2 separate regions of the Sus scrofa genome follow, and region 1 is linked to region 2. Evidence: chromatin contacts called from public HiChIP or PLAC-seq data. All regions are on one chromosome and are shown on one strand. The core of a region is the stretch at or near the end of the contact, and the rest is flanking DNA. Distances in the headings are between cores, read along the strand shown. Region 1 holds the start of SENP3 (sentrin-specific protease 3). Region 2 holds the start of FGF11 (fibroblast growth factor 11).

Region 1 (3,195 bases), core at 683-3,182, 120 kb before region 2:
GCTCAAAGTGGGGCTTTAAACCGTTTCACAGCTATTCTGGATCCCCTCACTCTGCCATCCAACATTCCCTAGACCCAGTTCTCACCGCAGCAAGAGACCGCTGGACCTCCAGGATCCTAGCCCTCCCCATCCCCTCCTCTGCTCCAGGCCCACCTTACCCGAGTCGGGGTCCAGAGGAGACTTTGGAGTCCACCTTAATCCATCTTCCTCCACGGGGGGCCCAGAGGGCACTGGTGGAGACCCTCTCACCCCATCCTCTGCCATGAGAGCACCTAGCAGACCCAGCCGGGGTGGAGGCGGTCCCCGGGGGGAGTCAAAACGACAGCAGGGGGATGGCACCTGTGGGGTCGCACCCCCTTCCTGGGGTGAAAGATGGTTCTTGGGGTGTGCAAGGCTCCGCCGCCGGCCCCGGTGGCGCCCCCAAAGCTTCCAGTGGAATGTCAGCGAGGTGCTTTTAGAGTAGAGCAGCATCCGGAAGGCTCTCATAGCTCTGCGACGGCGCTGTGAACAGGTTTTCCGATGAGCAGGGCGGGGAGGGCGAGACCTGTGGGAGGCTCCGAGCTGACCCCATCTGGGGGGCAGCCGCCAAGCTGCCACTTCCTCTTCCTCATCTTCATCCTCATCATCTTCCTCCTCTTCTTCCTCTTCACTAGCTGAAGCATCAAAAGAGGGCCGAGGAACAGGGAGGCGTCTGGCTGGCACTGTGGTCCCTGACCCAGGATCTGGCCCAAACCCTCCACCTGATTTGAGTCGGGGCTTTGGGGGTGGAGGCCAACGAAGACGCTCCCGCCTGGGACTTGAATAAGCTGGGGCGATGCCGGGTCCAGGAGGCTCAGGCCTCCAAGACCCGGTCCCTTGTATAGTCTCTTTCATCTTCCAGTAACCTGTAAAACAGAGATCAGAGTGTCGGAATCAAACATCTTACACCCCAAACCCTGCCTCTCTTCCTCACAAGCTTCTTCTATCATCAGATGCAAATAAACTAAGGAAAAACTGCAGAACTCCTCTAACTTCAGATCTTCCACTAGGAAGGTGGTCCACAAGGTAGCTTTTAGAGTCTGTACCATCATCTCTCTCTTGCCCTAACAGAGGCATGGGAGAATGGCTAAGCAGTAGGCTCCAGGGCTCTTATTTCTCAGATCCCCAGGTCAAACCCAGTATTTTCAGACTCCACTTCCCTAATGTAATACCACCAGGGATGTCCTAATTGAGAGTCTAATAAGAAAAACGGCTCAGTGCGGGAGACCTGACATGGTACAGAAATACTTGGGGAAAACACAACTTCCGCGGGGAAACCATGATCTAGAATAGGAAGAGAGTTCTCAAGCACCCGAGAATGAATGGGGGTGTGTGGGCGGGCTCAGGTCGTCTCACGGAATGGGCACACCAGAGCTATACAGGATCTAATGAAAAGGGCGTGATTTTTAAGGAAACCGAAAGAGAACCGAGTCGGCGCTCAGGCCGCCGAAGCAAGACGTTGGGACAGAACTGAGTCGAGCAAGGTTAGCCCAGCCCCCTCTCCCGCTCCGTCCCCGGGGACCGGAACGCGTCCCAGCACCGGTACAGGCTTCGGCGGCTCGGCGTGCAAGGACCTGAAGAAGCCCCTTCGAGGGCCTCCTGGGCCCGGCTTAGGTAGGAATGAGATCCAGGAATGGGAGAGGCCGCGGCAGAGCTGGGGGGAGGGGACGGGGCGTCCTCACCGGGAGCGGGGAAGCCGGGCGGACAGGCCCGAGGGCGGGCGTCTCCGGCCTCAGGCTTCCCGGCTCATCTCTCTGGCGACGGCGGCGGCCCCGCCACTCCTGCTGTCTTCAGGCGCAGCCGTCTCAATTCAGGATTCCAACGCTTCTGGGTCGCGCGCCGCTCCGCGCCGCGGAGCCGCCCCTCGGCGCCGCCTCTTGCTCCGCTTCAGCCCCCACCTCCCCCTCCTCCCCCTCCTCCGCCTCCTCCTCTCCTCCTTCCCCTCCCGCGAGCCCCAGGCCCACCGGCGGTGGCGGCGCACAATTAGCACGTCACACGCCGCGAACCGCGCCGGCGCGGCCACCACGCGCCTAGTCCCGCCTACTCTAGAACGTAGACGCCACGGGACCGTCCCGCCCACGAGCCCTACGCAGGGCCGCGCCTGCGCACACTCGCTACACCGAAGCTGCACGGGGCGGCCCCTGCACTCGCTCTTTTGCGCCTGCGTGTCGCATGCGGCTCGCGCCTCCCCCTCCCCCGCGCGTGTAGTTTTGCGTTCCACCAGCTCGCCGGCCTGAGCTGGGGGTCCTGGCGTCCCCGTCCCTTGAGGCGTGTCAGAGGCGGGCCGGGAGTGCCGGGAGATCCCGGTACGGGGACGCGGCTGAGACAAAGCGGTGGGGGAAATGGATCTGAGGTTTCATTTATTTCTTTAATTTTAGGCAGGGCTTGCGCAGAAAGAGATGAGAGGAGTGTCAGGACTGGGGCTTATGATTCATCCGAGGCTTCCCGGTGAACCTTTCCACTCTAGAGAGTGGCCTGCCGCGCCACGGCAATGGAGAGGGTCACAGGCAAAACTTGAGTAATGTAGCTGCGAGGGGATCGTCGTTGTCGGGCACATAATAATTACATCTCTGATAATAGTGACGGCAACTGGGGCCCGACAGACGGAGAAAGGGAAGTGAGGAAGAGGTTGCCAGTAGGGTGAAGAGGCAGAGGGTACTTGGAGAGAGGTGTGGCACAGGGGACCAGGATTCTTCTGAGTGGAGGGAGGCTTCGTGACTTCTGCCCACAGGCAAGATGATTGTCTCAAACTGCCGCTAGATGGTGGTGCTGTTCTGGAAGCATTCCAGTGGGAATCCAGAGCAAGTCTAGACAATGCCTGACATCCCCCCCCCCAACTCCCTCAATTTGGGGCTGGATGGAGAACTTAAAAAAAAAAAAAAAGAAAACGATAGTCTGTCTCTTTAATATCCATGAATTTAAAGACCCCCCCGGGGGGGGAGGGGAGCAGGAGGAGGAAGGGAGAGTCAGGAGCTGTCAAACCTGGGGTTCCAGTCAAACTCTGAACAGGCCTCTGCTCCTGCCTGTTCCCTGTCCTTTGTCTCCTCGGCTCTTGGCTGTCTCCGAAATGTACCCACCCTGGTCTTCCAAGCTCAGAACCACCTTTACAACACAATCACAGTTTCACAACTCCCAGGAAGGTTCCATGTGGAGAGAGGCTGAGTTTCGCCCTGGCCC
Region 2 (3,054 bases), core at 386-2,885:
CCGCTCTTCGGGGTCCCTGGCCTCAACCTCCCAGGCAGAGAGACCCCAGGCCCGGAGACCCCACCCCAGCCACTCACCCGGGCCGCGGTCCGGCCGCGCGGGCCGCCCCCCGCACAGTCGCACCTTGGACAGCAGGATGAGGAGCTGCTTCTGGCAAAGGGACTTGGTGCCGCGGGGACACACGCGCCGCTGCGCCGACACGGGCCGGCTGCCCCCGGGCTCGCGGACCTCCCGCTTCTGCCGGATCAGGCTACTGGCCAGCGCCGCCATGGCGCCCCGGGAGAAGACACCCCCAAACCGGCGGGCGTCCGGAGCGCGCTGGGCTCCTCCAGAGAAGCCCGCTCGCTCACCAGGACATGCTCCTGACGCTCCGGTCCCGACTCACCGCCCCACCCAGAGGACCTGAGGATAAGCCCTAGACGACCCTCACCCCTGGCACCAGCTCCCACCCTTGGGCCCGGCGCTAGCTCCGCCTGCCAGACCTTGCAGCCTCTGCACCTCTCAATGGACCCCACCCTCAACTTTGGTCCCCCTTCTGAACACTCCTCCTTTCCCTGATCTCCAGTGTCCCTGTCCCCCACTTCCCCTGTCCCAAAGCCAAGACCCTCAAATTTTCCAAGCTACGGTTTCAGTATTCCCAGGCACCTTCCCACCCTGTTTCAGGCCCTGCACTCCAGCCAAATCCACTCTTGCAATCTTAAGTGTGTGGGTCCTTAGTTTGGGGGGTATTAGCTCGCCTCACTCCTGCTGGGGTGCTGCCAATGTCAGGGAAGAACCCAACCTCGGGTGTCTTTTCCTTTGCCACCCACGAAGTGCAGAATCCCCCACTTTTTTTCCCCCCACTGGAATCCCCCAAAACTATATCTGGAAATATCCAGACTGTCCCTGTTCAGTGAAGAGGTTCCCAGGCCCTGTCTCTGGACAAAACCATTTCTCACCAAGTCACCCCCATTTCTAGTGGCACAGCGTTCCAGCTGCTGAGCCCCTTTCCTCACCTTGTTACCCTCCACTCCTTTTGAAGTCACCTCCAAATCCGCCCTTCCTAGTGGTTACACCAGGTGGTTGTCTGAAGGGCCCTCTGTCACCTCGGAATAAGGAGCATAGGTTTTTGGTTTTCCTTTTTTTTCTGGCAGCCCCTTAATTTCCTCGGGGACAGCTGGTGCTGTTTAGATCCCACGCCCTCCAATCCAACCAGCCCCCCGAGAGAGGAGTGCACCCACGTTGTCACGGGTCCCCAAATGTGAGCAGACCCCCTGTAAGTCAAGAGCGCATCGGAGCTTTCTGCGACAGGGCTTCCTGGTCCTCCCCGGGACTGCCTATAACACCCCCTCTTCCTTCCCCGACGCCCCTCAACCTGTCCTGTCTTGTCGATCCGGCGACGGCTGGCGCTGGCTCCGGTTCCAGGCTCCTCCCTCCCTGTACCCCGCAAGCGGAGCTTCCCCCCACGCCCAGCTAGGCGTCCCGGACCCCAGGAAGGAGTGAGGGTGTCTCCGCAGAGCGCCCTGGTCGGGCGAAGTGAGCACTGGGCCTGGCGGCTGGACCAAGCGGCGAGGCGGCAGCGGCGGCAGCGGTAGCGGCTGTGGGAAGCTGAGGCGGCGACGGCGACAGCAGCTCCCCCTCCTCGGAGAGCCGGCCCGGGGGCGGGGCAGGGGGCGGAGACGCTGGGAAAGAGGGGGGTGAAACTGGGCGGGCGGAACCCCGGGGTTCCTTGGTGGCTGAGAGTGAGGACGGCCTTAGAGGCAGGCGGAGCCGAGGCAAGGCCGCATGTCTCGGGGTTCAGAGGATGAGGGACAAGAAGGCGACTCCACTGAACGGAACCCTGGATGGGGGGAGAGGTTGGGCGTCAGATGGAATGGCGGATGCCTGGAGAATGGAGAAAGGGACCCTACTACCCTACTACACGGGATGGAGGACGGCTGGATGAGGAAAGGGCGGGGTTGGGGGGGGAGTAACGGAAGAGATAGGAGTGGTGGTGAGTTCTAGCCTGGGGTGAAATCTGGCCTCCTTAACAACTCCGCTTTTCAAACTGGTCAGCTCCTGGTCTCCATACCGCTTTTTTTCCACGTTTTGTCAGCAAATAATTTCCCCCACCCCCATCCATATTGACTCCAAAGAGAAAAGACCATAAGAACTGGGGGGGGGGGGGGGGGGAAGACGGCGGCCCCGAAGGCTGCACGGGAGCAGGAGGGGTGCTGGCCACAGATCCGGAAAGTGGAGAGGCCAGAATGGAACCTGTGCCAGGAGGAGGGTGGGAGGATGGGGAGGAATCGACGAGGAGGCCTTCTAGAACGGGCTCTTTGGGACCTGGGCGCTCAGCCTGTCTCCCAGGTGAGGGGAGAGCAGTGCCCTCCACATTCCGCTGGCCAACAGAAGCACTTTCCAGGCCAGTTGGAGCAGCATCTTTAATGGGCCCCGCCTCCCACGCCGGCTAAGCCGCCCCCCTTGCGCGCCGCCTTGGCCTCCTCCACGGCGGCGCGCAGGGCCCGGGCAGGGTCCCCGCGAAGCAGGGCCAACGCCCCAAGCAGCGAAACCGCGCCGTCCCCTGCACGGAGCTTTTGGCCACTCAGAAAATAGTGGGGCAGCGTCCCGGCTTCGAGCACCCGGCCCAGCTCATCCAGCAGCCCGAGGCAGCAGGCGCCCGCATTTTCGGGCCGCGCCAGATAGAGCGCGGGCAGCCGCTCGCACGCCCAGTAGAGCAACGTCCGCAGGAGGTAGGGCGCTGCGGCCCGGGTCCCGACCACCAGCGGGCGCAGCAGCGCCTGGGCTGCCGCGTGCGCTTGCAGCAGCGGCTCGGCTATGCGCGCCTTGAGCGCCAGCTCCTGGCGGGCGAAGCAGAGCTGCCAGCCAGAGGCTTCTGGCCGCTCTGTGCCGCCGCCGCCGCCGCCGCCGGGCACCAGGTAGAAGGAGGACGACTCCGTGGCCAACGGGCCGGCCCACGAGTGGCTCCGAGCCCCCTCGGGCCAGCCGGCCACGGACACCACAGGGATCAGGTCGAAAAGCAGGAGTCGGCGCGGGGGCCCGGGCGTAGCCAGCAGGATGGTGGTGTACCCAGCG

Evidence for each region. HiChIP or PLAC-seq counts read pairs in DNA pulled down with a chosen protein or histone mark.
Region 1: an H3K27ac HiChIP or PLAC-seq map of alveolar macrophages shows a contact between it and region 2. The contact joins the promoter of SENP3 here to the promoter of FGF11 in region 2. A contact is called at or near these places in 2 of 5 promoter capture datasets (fetal liver and liver), 13 of 47 Hi-C or Micro-C datasets (blood, embryonic fibroblasts, epiblast stem cells and 6 more) and 2 of 2 datasets of contacts at active chromatin or transcription factors (alveolar macrophages and skeletal muscle).

What each region holds. Positions count from the first base shown.
Region 1 is chr12:52,856,200-52,859,394 of Sscrofa11.1, reverse strand. SENP3 (sentrin-specific protease 3) reads right to left here and starts at 1,932. Exons shown (of 11, transcript XM_021067831.1): 1 at 1,701-1,932; 2 at 159-884. The coding sequence starts at 873. It overlaps TNFSF13 (TNF superfamily member 13), which reads right to left. Exons shown (of 6, transcript NM_001112690.1): 6 at 2,905-3,195. The coding sequence ends at 3,134.
Region 2 is chr12:52,740,671-52,743,724 of Sscrofa11.1, reverse strand. FGF11 (fibroblast growth factor 11) reads right to left here and starts at 1,635. Exons shown (of 5, transcript XM_013981311.2): 1 at 78-1,635. The coding sequence starts at 270. It overlaps TMEM102 (transmembrane protein 102), which reads right to left. Exons shown (of 9, transcript XM_021067827.1): 4 at 1,355-3,054; 5 at 996-1,085. The coding sequence ends at 2,403.